2 separate regions of the Arachis hypogaea genome follow, and region 2 is linked to region 1. A link is a contact called in public Hi-C data. All regions are on one chromosome and are shown on one strand. The core of a region is the stretch at or near the end of the contact, and the rest is flanking DNA. Distances in the headings are between cores, read along the strand shown.

Region 1 (7,449 bases), core at 2,618-5,117:
TAAAATACCTTCAAAGCAACATTGAGAAAGTCCAAATCTGCGCCCTTTTTCCGAGTTCCAAAAGGAGGATTCATGATAACTGTATGAACAATTTGGCCTAGAGTATGGACCAAGAAATCGTATAAACCTGTTAGTTACACTAAATGAAATACTTCAAATAGCATATAATGCCTACAAGTTATACAATGAATACCCTTAAAAATTTTATGTTCCCATATAAATAAGAAGTTAAGAACTAATTCAGCAATGTTGTTTGAACTATTACACTCTCAACTAGAGATTATGGAGACATAACAAAAATCAATTTTCTATATCCATCTAAGAACAAAATTTCAGAAAAGAAAGGAGAGAAGTGCAGCAAATTGCACCAGGCAACAAGCCTTCAATTCAGACTGTTGTTGCTCCAAAATGCCAATGAAGTGTCAAAATTGACGACGAAAATCATTTTTAGTCCACATAATTAAAAGTGATAAGGGAGTGCTGCAAAACCACAAGAGTTCAAACATAGACTAATTTCTACAAAGAAAACAACTTGGCCCCAAATATCGCCATTCAACAAATGTAAGATTCCATATTTTACTTCTAAACTTGTGTTTCCTGAAATCAACTGGTGGCTTACGACATAGAACTCAATCTTATAAATCCATTAAGATCCAAATCCAATTTTTTTACATTTTCTATGATAAAGGTTATTGTTCAATACATGAACTCATAAAATGGGATGGAATGAACGAAAAGTTACCTCTCCACCTCAAGTCCATGATATTAGACTGAATAAAATCCATATCCACCTGAAGTTTTAATTAAATAAAAAAGAATGGTGTATCAATTATTAATAACCAACCTTTAAATAATTATTGAAAAATTTCATTTATTGCATCTACAACATATAATAGCATATAATTGACCAACTTTTATTTCATCTTTTTCTATTACAACAATATCCCAAGCTTTATTCATTCAAGACACTTTGCCTTGATGTACAATATTCAAAATACACCAAATCTTATTATTTAATTCAAACAAGAGACTTGGATAATGTGAAACCTTTGTAATAATTTAGAATAATATTCGACAGAGACATAAAATACCTCAAGTTCCTCAGCATTAAGAGATGCTATTTCAAGAGATTCTGGATCAATGTCAATGCTGAGAACATGTCTGATCAATGCTAACACAAATCAAGAGAATATTAGATATGTAATACAGGATTGATCTTAGAAAACGAAAATATGTAATGCAGATCAAAAGCTTTACCTTGAACCACAGCTCCATCAAAAGCTAATTTTTAGAAGCTTAGACCATGCTGTTACATTAAACATTATGATTGCTTCGGATTTCTATATGATTCTAAAAACAATAAACACTAAGTAATCAAGACTCAGGGGTTCAAAAATTGGGGGAAAATTAAATCAGAATGTTAAATTGGGGAAAGAAAATTTAGGCAAAGTAAGTCGATCAACGTTGTTCGAACCAAAATTCAGAAGACACAGAGATGAAATTGATGCAAAATTAATTTATCAACAGCCACTCAAATTAAATTGGGGCAAGGGAGAAGAACGAACCAGAGAGAGGGGAGATGGGGCGATCGGCAACGCACAACAGGGCAAGGGCAAGGGGGAAGGCTGCCGACGACGACACCGGGACGGATGGTTGGGGCGACCGCCGACGACGTCACGGACGTGCACAGAGGAAGGAGAAGACTTGGACGACCCCTTTTACTTTACCTTCGCGCGCGGGAGCTACACGGCGGAGGGAGGAGATCGGTGACGGGGAATAACGACGACACGGACGTGGTGGCTGGAATTGACGGAGGAAAGAGTCACGACGGCGGGGGAAGGAGACCAGTGATTGGCGCCTTTGCTCTGCTGGGTTCACGCGAAAAGGGTGAAGGTTAATGGCGCCGTAATATTTTGGTTGGGGGTATTTTAATGAAACAAAGCCCCCTCTCCAAGGTTATTGGCTGCGGTTGGGCCGTAAACAGCCACCAAATCCGATCAATTGGAGCGGAGTCTGATTACGCAACAAGAACCGCAGTAATCAAGTGGATTTGCGGCGTTTTGGAAAAACGCTGGCAATTCTCCGCTGCTAAGTCCCGTCTCTTTTTTATATATTTTTATTATTTTTTGTTTATATAAATTTTTTTCTATTGTTTATTGTACTATATTTATGTTGTGTATACAATTTTTTATTTTTTTATTTAGTTTTTTTCGTATAAATTTTATTTACTTCTATAATATAATATTTATTAAATCCTCTAAACTCGTTGAAGGATTTACGAACACTCTAACCTTCTTTTTATTACTGAACATTACACCCTCACATGTGTTTTCATCAATTTTTTTTGGTGATGAACTAGCAAAAATACACTCTCAACCATCTCCCCAAAACCCTCAACTCAACTATGGCTCAATATACATTGTTCTCGTTTATTTATAGCCTCTTTTAGCACATAAATCGTTTCATGGTCATGAGCTTTGTGTTTTTAAATGTAAATCATTCCACCCTAATGTGCTTTACCACAGTAACACATAAATCGTGCTAGGACAATGAGCTTTAGGATAAGAAGACGTAATTCATGGTGGTCTAGGACAATTTATATACATTTTGTAACACACAAAGATCTGGGACGATCTATGTGTTTTTGAGCAATGCATTTCATGCATAAATCTTCCGGTAACATAATTCATATATTATTTAAAACACAAAAGGTTAGGACGATTTATATATTATATAATTTAGGAGAATTATGTTTTCAAAATCCATTTAAGGGAATCAGGTAATTTGATTCTCGTATTAATTTATTTAAATAAAAAAGCTTAAGGTTTCTGAGTTTCGGTTTTGCAATCAAATTATGGCATCCATCGAAAAATCATATAATTTGGATTTAAGCTTTCATTTCCCATAATGAACGCTCAGATCCTTGCTCTTAGCTACTCCAAATTTGGGGACTACAACATAGTCAAGAATAAGATTCTCTCCTTAAAAGAAACTGCCAAAATAAAAATAACCACTAAATTTTTTTGAATTTGAACCTAAATTGTTTCTTCCAAAAGCTTAAGTAATTCAACTAAAAATATACAAATGATTCTATATCCAATACTTACATCAAATTTGTTCATCTCTACAAACATCTCTAGCAAGAGTAGTTTTTCCTAAGCCACCAATTTCAAAAATTCCGACAACCCAGAATCAAACAAGGAAAAAGAGCGCCTAAGAGAGGAAATTAAAGGAGAATCGCGCCGCGCCGGAGACAGAGGAATGAGATTCGCGTCACGTCAGAGAGAGAGAGAGAGGGGGAGGGAGAATCGGATGTTCATCTTTGAATTTGGATCCTCTAAATTTTGAATTTTTACTTTAGAGAGTAAAAATTGATCTCTCACCCTTGAATGGTTAATCGGATGTTCATCTTTGAATTTGGATCCTCTAACTTTAGAATTTTTACTTTAGAGAATAAAATTTGATCTCTCACCCTTGAATGATTTCTCTTTCATATTTTCTCTTGTCTCACCTATAAAATAAATAGTGAGAGATCACACTTCTCCCTCTAAAGTAAAATTCAAAATTTAGAAGATCTAAATTACATCATCTTTCTAACTTTTCTATATTTACAAGAATTTAATTTTAAAGTATTAATAATGATTTTACATAATTTTCTAATTATATTTTTTTCGATAATTATTTACCTAATCAAAATAAAAAGTAATTATTTTTATTAATATATTATTAATGCATATTTTACAAAAATCGTTTATTAAAATTAAATTCTTTTTACAAGAGAATATTGACCGTGGAACACAGTAATTAGTCCCTAGCTGGACTGCTGGAGTTTGTAACATGGATAAAATACCCAAAGAAACAGTGAATTTGAGGTATTGGATAAACAACAAAGTTACAAATCACAACTCACATGTGATTGTGTCGTCGATTTTGATTCGGAGGGCGATAACTCCCACACTCTACTCTCTACACTCTACTTCGGTCTCTCCGCCCCCCAAGAAAAAGATACTCTTCTCTCTCTACCGGAACCGTAACCGTCCCCGCCACAGCCACCATGTCACACTCCCTCCAGCTCTTCGCCCCACCGCTACCACCGCCACTCTCTTCCACTCGCCAAACTCCTCTCCACACCACTCCCCACCTCTCCCTCCTCCCCCGCCGCTCTCCCCACCTCCAATTCTCCCTCCGCGCCTCCTCCGACCCCTCCGTCATCGTCTCCGACAGCAATGGCGTCGCAATGTCCCCCTCATCCGGCACCTCCGATCTGAGCTCGATCGAGGGGGACGCCGTGACGGAGGCAGAGCTCCGGGAGAACGGGTTCCGAAGCACGCGGAGGACGAAGATAGTGTGCACCATTGGGCCCGCGACGTGCGGTTTCTCGGAGCTTGAGGCTCTGGCGGTTGGGGGAATGAACGTGGCGAGGATCAACATGTGCCACGGCACGAGGGAGTGGCACAAGGGGGTCATCGATCGCGTCAGGAGGCTCAACCACGAGAAAGGCTTCGCCGTCGCCATCATGATGGACACTGAAGGCAGCGAGATTCACATGGGTGATCTTGGTGGTGCTTCCTCTGCTAAAGCTGAGGTATATATCTTTATATCTTTTGCATGGTTCTACTTCTGTTAGCGAGTTCTTACTTAAAAAACAAAAAGAATGATTTTTTTGTTACCTATATGTTATTTTATTCTTTTGATTAATCACAATTGTGGGTTACATTTTACTCCCCCATGTCCAAAGGAAACTCCCCCTTTGTATTAGGAAGGAATTTAAATCCTAAAGAAAATGATTTCTATACTGAAAGATCGCTTTCCTCAAAAGGAAAAAAAAATGTTTTTTTAACTTTTGAATGGAAGTTGATATGAATAATTTATCTGGAAAGCGATATCTTTTTGGAAAGAGTTTCAAAATGATTCATATGAGCATGTTTTCTGCCTCTATATGTAAACTCTGCATAGTATGGGTGCAAATTATACTGATTATCTTTGCATTCCTGTGTGCAAAAATTGATAGAATGTTAAAAGGTCAATTGTTTCAAAAAATCATTGTTCTTCTGGAATTTATTTTATTATAATTATTAGTTTTTTTAGTTTGAAGATATCACTTTTTAATCAACTTAGTCTTAAAGAAAGTACCCTTAATCTCTTTGACTGCTTTTCTGGACAATTGTTGGAAGCTTTTCTCGAGCTATTTTGCAGTATTATTAAATAATTATCATATTTTACTTCCACAATGGGTTGGTCTTGCTGGTAAATAACCTTCATTCAAAATACAAAGTTAAATCCAAGAGAAACATCTTTTGTTGCGAGATTACATGAGGCTCATGTTCTTCTTGTTGAAAGAATATTAGTCATGTAGACAATTTATCAACATTACAATGTGTGTATAAATTACTTAGTCAGAGAAGTAATGCCATATAAATTACTCGTCTGTCTTGTAAAGTTTCAGGTTAATACTTTTTTTCTCAACATTACAATGTGTGTAATTTGTGCAGCTTTGATTAATACAAACTTAAACAGTTTCATAAACCTTGTTGTTTATGGATCTACTTCAAATGATGAGTTGTTGTCATGTGCTTTGAATATTCTCTTGCAGGATGGTGAGGTATGGACTTTCAGTGTAAGAGCCTTTAATTCAACTCTTCCGGAACACACCATCAATGTGAACTACGATGGTTTTGCTGAAGGTTAATATTTCTGAATAAACTCTATACATTTAGTTTCTTTTGAGGAATTGTGTTTCTGGTTTTATTTGTCAACTGCTGCTGAAGTTGTTAGTTCATTCCTTCTAAAATATGATCTACCAGATGTTAGAGTGGGCGATGAACTTGTAGTTGATGGAGGAATGGTTAGGTTTGAGGTGATTGAAAAGATAGGCCCAGATGTCAAGTGCCTTTGTACAGATCCTGGGCTGTTGCTGCCAAGAGCCAATTTGACATTCTGGAGGAATGGCAGTCTAGTACGTGAAAGGAATGCCATGCTACCAACAATTTCTTCAAAGGTTCTCAATTCTTTAGCCTTCTCACATTGGTTGTTTTACTTATTTGCTTGGTTTTAATCGGAATGATGGAAAAACACATGGTTCATGGAATAAGAACACTTATATTATTCACATTCACAGTTGGAAGCAATAAGTGGATATAGGCCTGTCGAAGTTTTGCAACTATTACTTTAGGAAGACCATACAAAATTTTGATGTTTGTTTGGCTAATTGACCCAGACAATAAAAGTCTTCAAATTGTTTGCTGACTCTTTAATTTATAAAAGGGTTCAAATTCTAATCTTGTTAGTGATATAGTTCTTTTCCTTTGATCTGTTCCATAAAATGGACATCAATTCCACTCCTTGAACGCTTCAGCTCTTGCCTGGATAACATTCTTATTGGTATCTTCTGAGCTACTTGCCACATGTATAATTTTCAGCAGTTTACAAGAATGAAATACTTTGAGCGCTAAAGTAATCTTGTTATAACCTTCTCCTAAGAAATTTTTGTTGATACCACTGTGATTCTTTAATATAGTTATGCTTGTCTTTTTGCATATGTGAGTAGCATTAATTTTCATTAAGTAGCTAGAATTTGTTCCCTTGTCTTGACTGATATATGAAGTTATGAATCATCCAGTTCTTATTCCTGCACTACTTTTCTTCCCATTTTTTTTCCTTAGTGCAAAAATTTATTCTGGAGCATTTGAAAATATATTACAATTTGGTTGTGATGATTATAAGTTTATTGATAAGTCAGTTTCTTTTTCTATAGGGGGTTTTCAAAATCGATTATTTCCTTAAAATTAATCAAATTCAACTGCTCCACAAGATCAAATTGACTAGTGAATGCTACATGGCACTACTATTCCCCATATAATATAAGCCTTGAAGGAAACATCTTCACTGTGGTTAGGTTCATATCTATTCAAGTTAATTAGAAAGTGGTGCTTAAGGTCATAGTAACTTTGAACCATGTGATGCATTGTGTGGTGGGATCTACAATTCTACATTTCCATTATCATATTTTTCTTTTTTAGGTTTTATGATTTTAACTGTTCATATTGAATTTCAGATTATTGGATTTTTCATGATAAATTTCCTTGGATCAGAAAGTCTCCATACCTATTTATATTAATTTTCATTTTTCTAATTCTTCACGATTTTCAATGTCCAGGATTGGTTAGACATTGATTTTGGTATTGCTGAGGGCGTTGATTTTATTGCTATTTCATTTGTCAAGTCTGCTGAAGTTATTAAGCATCTTAAAAGTTATATTGCTGCACGATCTCGTGATAGGTATGTATTGAGGAAATTTTAAACCTGATACAAATGTATATTATTATCGTATACAAGTGACAAGTAGGATATCACTTATTTACCTGTTTGGGTTTCTTTTTACCTTTGGTCTTTGTGTGACAAAATGATTTTATTATTGTTTGTGCTTTACTTCTCTTTGTCTTAGGAATA
Region 2 (7,449 bases), core at 2,018-4,517, 230 kb after region 1:
GACTTTGAAAATAGGGACGAAGACGCCGTGCCGAGAAGACTAGTGCGTAGGCGAGTTTTTCTAACCTCGGATAGCAAAGCTCGGCGTTCTGCAGTGACTTTCTCACGAAATAAACTGGCTGTTGTGCCTTCTCATTTTCTGCAACAAGGACAGAGCTAATTGCCATGTCAGTGATTGATAAATACAAGTATAACGGTTCTCTGAGCTTAGGCTTCTGTAAAACAGGGGGCTCAGAAAGAAATTGCTTTAAACTTTGAAAGGCGGTCTCACAATTTTCATCCCATCGAAAAGTGGTATTTTTTCGTAAACATTTAAAAAAAGCTAGGGATTTAGATGCTAAACATGGTAGAAATCTGGATAATGCCGCCAAACGCCCTGTTAATTGCTGCACTTCTTTAATGTTTGTGGGACTAGTCATATCAAGAATTGCTTGACATTTGTCCGGATTCGCTTCAATTCCTCGGCTAGTGAGGATAAAGCCAAGGAACTTGCCGCCTCGCACACCGAAAGCGCACTTCTCCGGATTAAGCCTCATATTATAAGCTCGAATTTGGCCAAAGATTTCAACAAGGTCGTCAACATGGGAATGGCCGACCTTTGTCTTGGCGACCATATCATCAACATATACTTCAATATTTCGGCCTATCTACTAGTCAAAGACCCTGTTCATCAGCCTCTGGTAAGTTGCACCTGCGTTCTTTAAGCTGAAAGGCATGACATTATAACAATAATTACCATACTCAGTTATAAAAGCTGTTTTCTCTTGGTCTGATGGATGCATGAAAATCTGGTTGTAACTAGAGTAAGCATCCATGAAACTCAAGGTACCATAACCACAAGAGTTATCTACTAAAGTGTCAATAGAAGGTAAAGGATATGCGTCTTTAGGACATGCTTTATTAAGATCGGTAAAGTCAACGCACATCCGCCATTTACCGTTGCTTTTCCTTACCATGACGACATTGGCTAACCAAGTCGTAAACCTGATTTTCCGGATAAAGTTTGCATTAATGAGCTTTTTGGCTTCGGCCATGGATGCCAGCCTTTTCTCGGTTCCGAGATTCCGTTTCTTCTGGGATACTGGTCGGGCCGCCGGGTTTATGGCCAATTTGTGAGTAATAACAGATGGATCTATGCCTGGCATGTCCCCTGATGTCCAAGCAAATAAATCGACGTTCTCGCGCAGGAAACGGATGAGCTTATCCTTCTCTTTGCTTTCGACGGAAGTTCCCACGAAAGTGAATTTCATAGGGTCGTCCGTCAGAAAAAGCTTTGTTAGGTCGTCGTTTGCTGTAGGACGATCTTGGAAGTCGACTCTGGGATCTAGTTCGGCTAATATTGGCTGCTCGGCGCTTATGGAGTTAACCCGCCGATCATTGCTTCTCTTGATAGGCTTGAGGCTTGTGTTATAGCAGTACCAAGCTTCCTGTAAGTCGCCGTGTATCGTAGCAACAACATTATTCTGCACAGGAAACTTTACACAAAGGTGGACTGTAGAAACAATTGCAGCAAATCGATTTAAAAAAGGTCGCCCGAGAATAAGGTTATAAGGGCTAAAACAGTCGACCACGAGATATTGAATATCTTGAGTTTTGGAAAGTGGTTGCTCACCGAGTGTGGTTTGTAACCACACTGAACCCATGACTGGAACCCGTTCTCCTAAAAATTCGACCAGATCCCCTACAGATGGCTGCAAAATGTTAGTACTTAATTTCATTTTCTCAAATGTAGCAAAAAATAATACGTCGGCGCTGCTGCCTGGGTCCAGCAGTACTTTCCGGACTATTAAGTCTCCTAATTGGATAGAGATGACAACAGGGTCATCCAAGTTTGTGTCAATGCAATTATAGTCGGCTGGACAGAAGGTCATCTCTGGGATGTCTTGTACGGGCTGAGCATTGTTGGTGGTATCCCCAACGGTCAACATGGCCCTGTACGTGCATTTTCTGGCCGAACTTGTGGGCCCACCTCCGGCATATCCTCCAGAGATGCAATTGATGATACCCCGTGGCTCAGCGGGGGATTTTTCTTTGTCCCTGGATGAGGACCCCATGGGAGATGGGTCCGTTGTAGGAATAGTCCTTTTCTGCATATGCCCTGCAATATATTTGTCAAGATGTCCTTGTCTTGCTAGGCGTTCAAGGAGGTCCTTTGCGATAACACATTCATCGGTTGTATGACCATACTTCTGATGAAATGTGCAATACTTGGATTTGTCAATATTCTTGGGTTCTGGGTAGCTGCCGGCCTTTCGAGGGGGTTTGATCAACTTGGAGTTCAGGATTTCCTTGATAATGTCATCTCTTTTGGCGTTAAACTGCGTATACGAGTCATATCGTGGGGTAGGCTTAAAACTTTTCTTGCTATCCCGAGGTTTATCGTCATCCTTTGTATTTGCCAACTTTTCAGCTTTCCTGGCTTGACGAAGTTCTTCAATATCTATTTGCCCCTTAGCTTTCTCACGAAATTCGGCTAGTGTCTTTGGCTTGGATACAGCGATGGTCTCCTGGAACTTCTCTGGGCGTAAGCCGCTTTTGATTGCATGTAAATGGACCTCGGGATGAAGGTTCGGAATTTTCATCGCTATCTTCGTGAAGTGGGTGATGTAGTCTTTCAGGCTTTCCTGAGGGCCTTGCTTAACAGTTGTTAAATAGTCGGAGCCGTGTAGATATATCGCCGATGCTGCAAAGTGATCCTCGAATTGCTTCGCCAGCTCCTGGAAACGTGAGATAGAATCCACAGGCAAAGAGCAAAACCAGTCAAGTGCAGGACCATCTAGAAAAGACGGAAAACATCGGCATAAAATAGGGTCGGATGCACCGTTAACGATCATAATAGATCGAAATTTTTTGACGTGTTGCTTCAGATCTCCCAGGCCATCATAGAGGGTTAACGTCGTAGGCAAGGTAAATTGCCTAGGAAGCTGAAAATTCATTATGTCAGCTGTGAATGGTCCCACAGAGTTGTCGGGTTCATTATCCTCGTCTTCAGGAGGAGCTTCATCATTACGAGGGCCACCACCTTCATCATCTTGGGGTGTTTCCGAGACATGCGTTGGTGTAGATTGTCGCTCATCATTGTCTCGTCGTCCATGGTGGTCGTTATTATGCTCGATACGAGCATTGACTAATTGCTCAATTTGTTGTTGCATCCTTTGATTTTCCTCCATCATACGTTGATTTGCCTCGGCCATTTGTTGGTTAGCTTGTTGAAGCTCGGTAACCATCCGAAGGAGCTCGGAAGGGGTGGGTGGTGGTGCATCAGCCATTGGAGCCTGTGAGAAATAAGCAAAGAAAGATCTTTAACTTCTCGGCTCCACGGTGGGCGCCAAATGTTCTTGCCTGGATATGGCCGAACTATAACTCGTTTCTTGGAAGCTATCAGCCGATCTCCTAGTACGTCACAATGAAGCTCGGCCGCCAAGTGAAGACAATGAGGGGAGCACCTGCAAAAAGCACTCCGACGCTCAAGTTAGTTTAAGAGAATAATTTAGGAAAAGTCTCTTTGTTTTTGAACCAACATACCTCGGCGAACTCCGATTATTCGTTTTTATAATTAAAAGATGATACTAATCGTTTAGGTATGAATTAATCGTGTTGTATGTAACCGACCAAGAACTTTATTGCCATAAAGTCGGCGGGGTAAATGCGCAGAAGTAACGTACCAATTAAAAAGGGGACTGCCGAACTATAACTCGTAACCGACGTATAACGGTAATATCACTTCCAAACCTTGCTATTAAGATGGAAGGTTTATCATCATTTTCTCTTATTAAATAGAAGCATTTATGTGAATAAGATCAGATTTACTATTTCTTGACACGGGCAACATACAATTTAATTCAATGGTCTACTTAATTATAGACGAGGTACACACTAGGCTTACAATTTATACAATGTACTTTCCTAAATATCACCATGTCTATATTCTGCAATTACAGCCTAATTAGGGAGAAAACTAACAAATTCTGTACGGCAAAAAGTTTTAACATATCTTGCGTATTGGGTGTCACTAATGTATACTATTTATTTTGTTAAAGAACTCGAAATAAAGTCCAATACAATAAAATTTGTTAATGGATAATGTTACAGGGCAACCCAATTTAATATTTTAGTGGGTAATTAATTAATAATATTTAAAAGTATAAATTAAAAGAAGATTCTATGGTGTTTACCAAAAAATTAATATAACATGTTGTCCTTATGTACCAATTGTTAAAGATTATTGGAGGCTATTTTTTTTAAATGAAAAAGAGAAAAGAAAGATTAAATTAAAGTAATATAATAAAAATTTTGAAAATTTTTTTAAATAAATAAATTAAATATTTTATTTATCAAAATATATTATTATAAAAATATTTATTAATTAATGTAATATTATTTATTCCATTTATATTAAAAATAAGATATATATACATATATTTTGTTTATACTATAAATAAAATAAATAAAATAATATAAACAAAATATTAAATATAGAAACATTTTTTGTGTGTGGTTAGTTTGAGTTTATTACTTATGTTAAGGTATTTCATCCATCCCATTTGTGGTTAGTTTGAATATTTTGAAAATGAAAATATAGAAACATTTTTTTTTTTGTGTGTGTGCGTGTGTTTGTATGAATAATCGGCACATTTTTGGGTTTGGGGAAGAGAGAGAATTGTTATCTAATCTTTTTATTGGGTCCAATGTTTAAACCAACGGAAACATTCTGTAATGGAAAAACGGGAAGGAATTTATTGATGTCAGCCCACTAAATAGCCCAGATAACTGCTAACATAATTAACCCATATTTGCTTCAACCCATAGATGCTAAGTTGAATACCTTTTTTTTTTTCTGTTTGGTAAGTAATATTTTTAGTCTATCCAATATTTTTCAAAATTTTTAAAATTGACTTCAACCTTTTATGACAAAAAAAAAAAAAAAGCTTCAACATTTAAGGGTGTGTTAGAGCACTACAAGACTTAGTTTAGTAGCAACTATGTTTGCTTTGGTGTGCACCGAGTTCAAATCTTAATTATGAGTAGGAAGTTAATATACAGAACCACAGAGAAGGGAAGGGGATGTGTATGCGTAAGGGTGTAAATTGACCAAAAAAAAGTTGTTAGAGAACACCGCTGAAAGATTATATTTACTTCAATAATTTTTATTTGTATGATTACTTTCTAAAATAATCGATTATTATTGACAACCAATTTATGTTTTGAATGTATGCGGTATAACAAGTATAAAGTATTAGCATGTATCTTGCATGAGAAAAATGAAAATTCCGTAATTTAATATCGATCTTTAACTTCAAATTTAATTCTTTCATCATCCATGTAATTAACATTAATATTTATAATAATTTATGCTAACTTATTATAGTCTTTAAATATCTTCCATGACAGTCTTGTATGGTAGAACATGATGAATTTTAAATAGAACAATGTTACATAGTCAGTAAATATTATTATTTTTTATCAATATTTAATTAGTAATAATTTATATCAATATTTACAAATATTTTATATATAAAAAAATAATTTATATCTATATTTACGAAAATTTTATACATAAATTAATATAATTTATATCCATATTTTTTAGAATTTATATATATAAATTAATAAAATTTATTTGTTAAAAATAATTTAATAATTATACTAACTAGATGATGACTAAAAATTGTTAGTCTAAAATTTTTTCTTCTAAATATTAATTTTTATCTTTTTATTATCCCATTTGATAGAATAAATGATAACTTGCCGTAAAAATAAGTCAATAGTTAAAAAATAGATAAAAAAATTAATTATTAGATATATTATCTTTATATTTGTAAGTACAGATATCTATATATGTCATGTATTTAATAATGACTTCTTGATCATAAATATATTCTATTATTTTCCATTCATTACTTTTTTTTTTTTATTTTATGATAAAATTATTATATCTATCTGTTTATATTACTTTATCTTTTACTCTCTCCTCCAGTGTCCCTAACAAAAAAAAAAAAAAAAAATCTTGAAATTACCCTTATGTTTACCAAATATATAGTCTTATATTACATTTTCAAGAAATATTTTCTACATATTTCTGTTAATGATAGTATTAAATTTTACGATCATAGTATATATACAAAAAATTAACCATCACATATAAAAATATATACTTAATAAATCATAAATTTTTTTTTGATATATTACTGTAAATAAATTTAATTATTAATTTATTATAAATCTAAATATTTTACTTTCTCGTAGCAAATAATTATTTATTTGAAAAAAAATTTGAATTAATATATATAAATATATAAAATACAGAATAATTAATTTTTAGTGTACATATAATATTTTTGTAATTGTGAATAGCCTATACTTTTTCATGGAATAGCAAAACAGATTTACTTCCTATTTTCAAAATTATAATCTCCACTTACATAATCCATCATTTTTGTGAGACTATCCATTAAATTAGTTTAATCAGTTTTCTATTCTTATTTTATATTTAATTTTTTATCATCTGTTTTATTTTAAAACAGAGAATATCTTGTGAAAAAAGAAATTTTATATCCTTTCAAATAAAAAACTAACATTAAAATAATTTCAATCACGAATCGAAATAGAATATACCATATTATCAGGTGCATAAAGAGATAATAGCATTTTAATTAAAGATATTTCGTAAAAAAGCTACAACAATTACAATCGTCCAACATTTATCAACCACTACTATTAATAATAGAACGCCAATGACGACGTTACTATAAGAAAAATGTTGAGTATCATTGGATTTATTGTTACAGAGTAGTAGTGAATTTATCATTGCATGTACTGGCAGTAACGATGTTGAATTCATAAGGTTAACTAATTACTGGCAGATTATGCTTTCCGACGGTAAAATTTGGAGGGAAAATAAATTAAATTGGCGTGTCCTTTACCGTCGAATAAATCCGACAGTAACATCAATTAGTGAAACATTGCGTTTTGGTGTCCCGCAATGGGTTACCATCGAAATTTTCCGACGATAAAGGGACGTAAATTCAAATCACGAACCCTCTTCCCCCTCATTCGAAACCATCACCACCATCCCCCCCCCTCTCTCTCTCTCTCTCTCTCTCTCTCTCTCTCTCTCTCCTTTCAGTGTCGCTGTCACCACCATCTGCCGCCACAGTCGAGACCACCACCGTCGGCACCCTCTTTCCGTCGCCTTCAACCCACCACCGATCTCTCTCTCTCTCTCTCTCTCTCTCTCTCTCCCCTTCCAATGTCACCATCACCACCATCTGCTGCCACCGCCGAGACCACCACCGTCGGCACCCCTCTCTGTCGCTGTCAACCCACTGTCGACCCCTCCTTCTTCTCCTTTTTCCCCTCTGGTCCTCTCTCCTCGCGCCGTCAAACGACCCTCGCCCCCTGCCATCATCGCGCTGCCGCTGCCCAGCCTTCGACGAGTTCCCCATCCTTT

Evidence for each region. Hi-C and Micro-C count contacts between places; a contact is called where the count stands out from the background.
Region 2: a Hi-C map of leaf shows a contact between it and region 1, with 3 times the contacts expected there. The contact joins the promoter of LOC140182320 here to the promoter of LOC112775412 in region 1. A contact is called at or near these places in 4 of 8 Hi-C or Micro-C datasets (leaf and an unstated tissue).

What each region holds. Positions count from the first base shown.
Region 1 is chr19:115,120,800-115,128,248 of arahy.Tifrunner.gnm2.J5K5, forward strand. It overlaps LOC112775412 (pyruvate kinase isozyme A, chloroplastic), which reads left to right and starts at 3,868. Exons shown (of 6, transcript XM_025819005.3): 1 at 3,868-4,585; 2 at 5,594-5,684; 3 at 5,805-5,998; 4 at 7,157-7,278. The coding sequence starts at 4,055. LOC112778638 reads right to left here and starts at 2,084. Exons shown (of 12, transcript XM_072228786.1): 1 at 1,566-2,084; 2 at 1,258-1,306; 3 at 1,092-1,161; 4 at 743-791; 5 at 9-97. The coding sequence starts at 785.
Region 2 is chr19:115,350,106-115,357,554 of arahy.Tifrunner.gnm2.J5K5, forward strand. LOC140182320 reads right to left here and starts at 3,268. Exons shown (of 1, transcript XM_072228482.1): 1 at 650-3,268. The coding sequence starts at 3,268. The coding sequence ends at 650.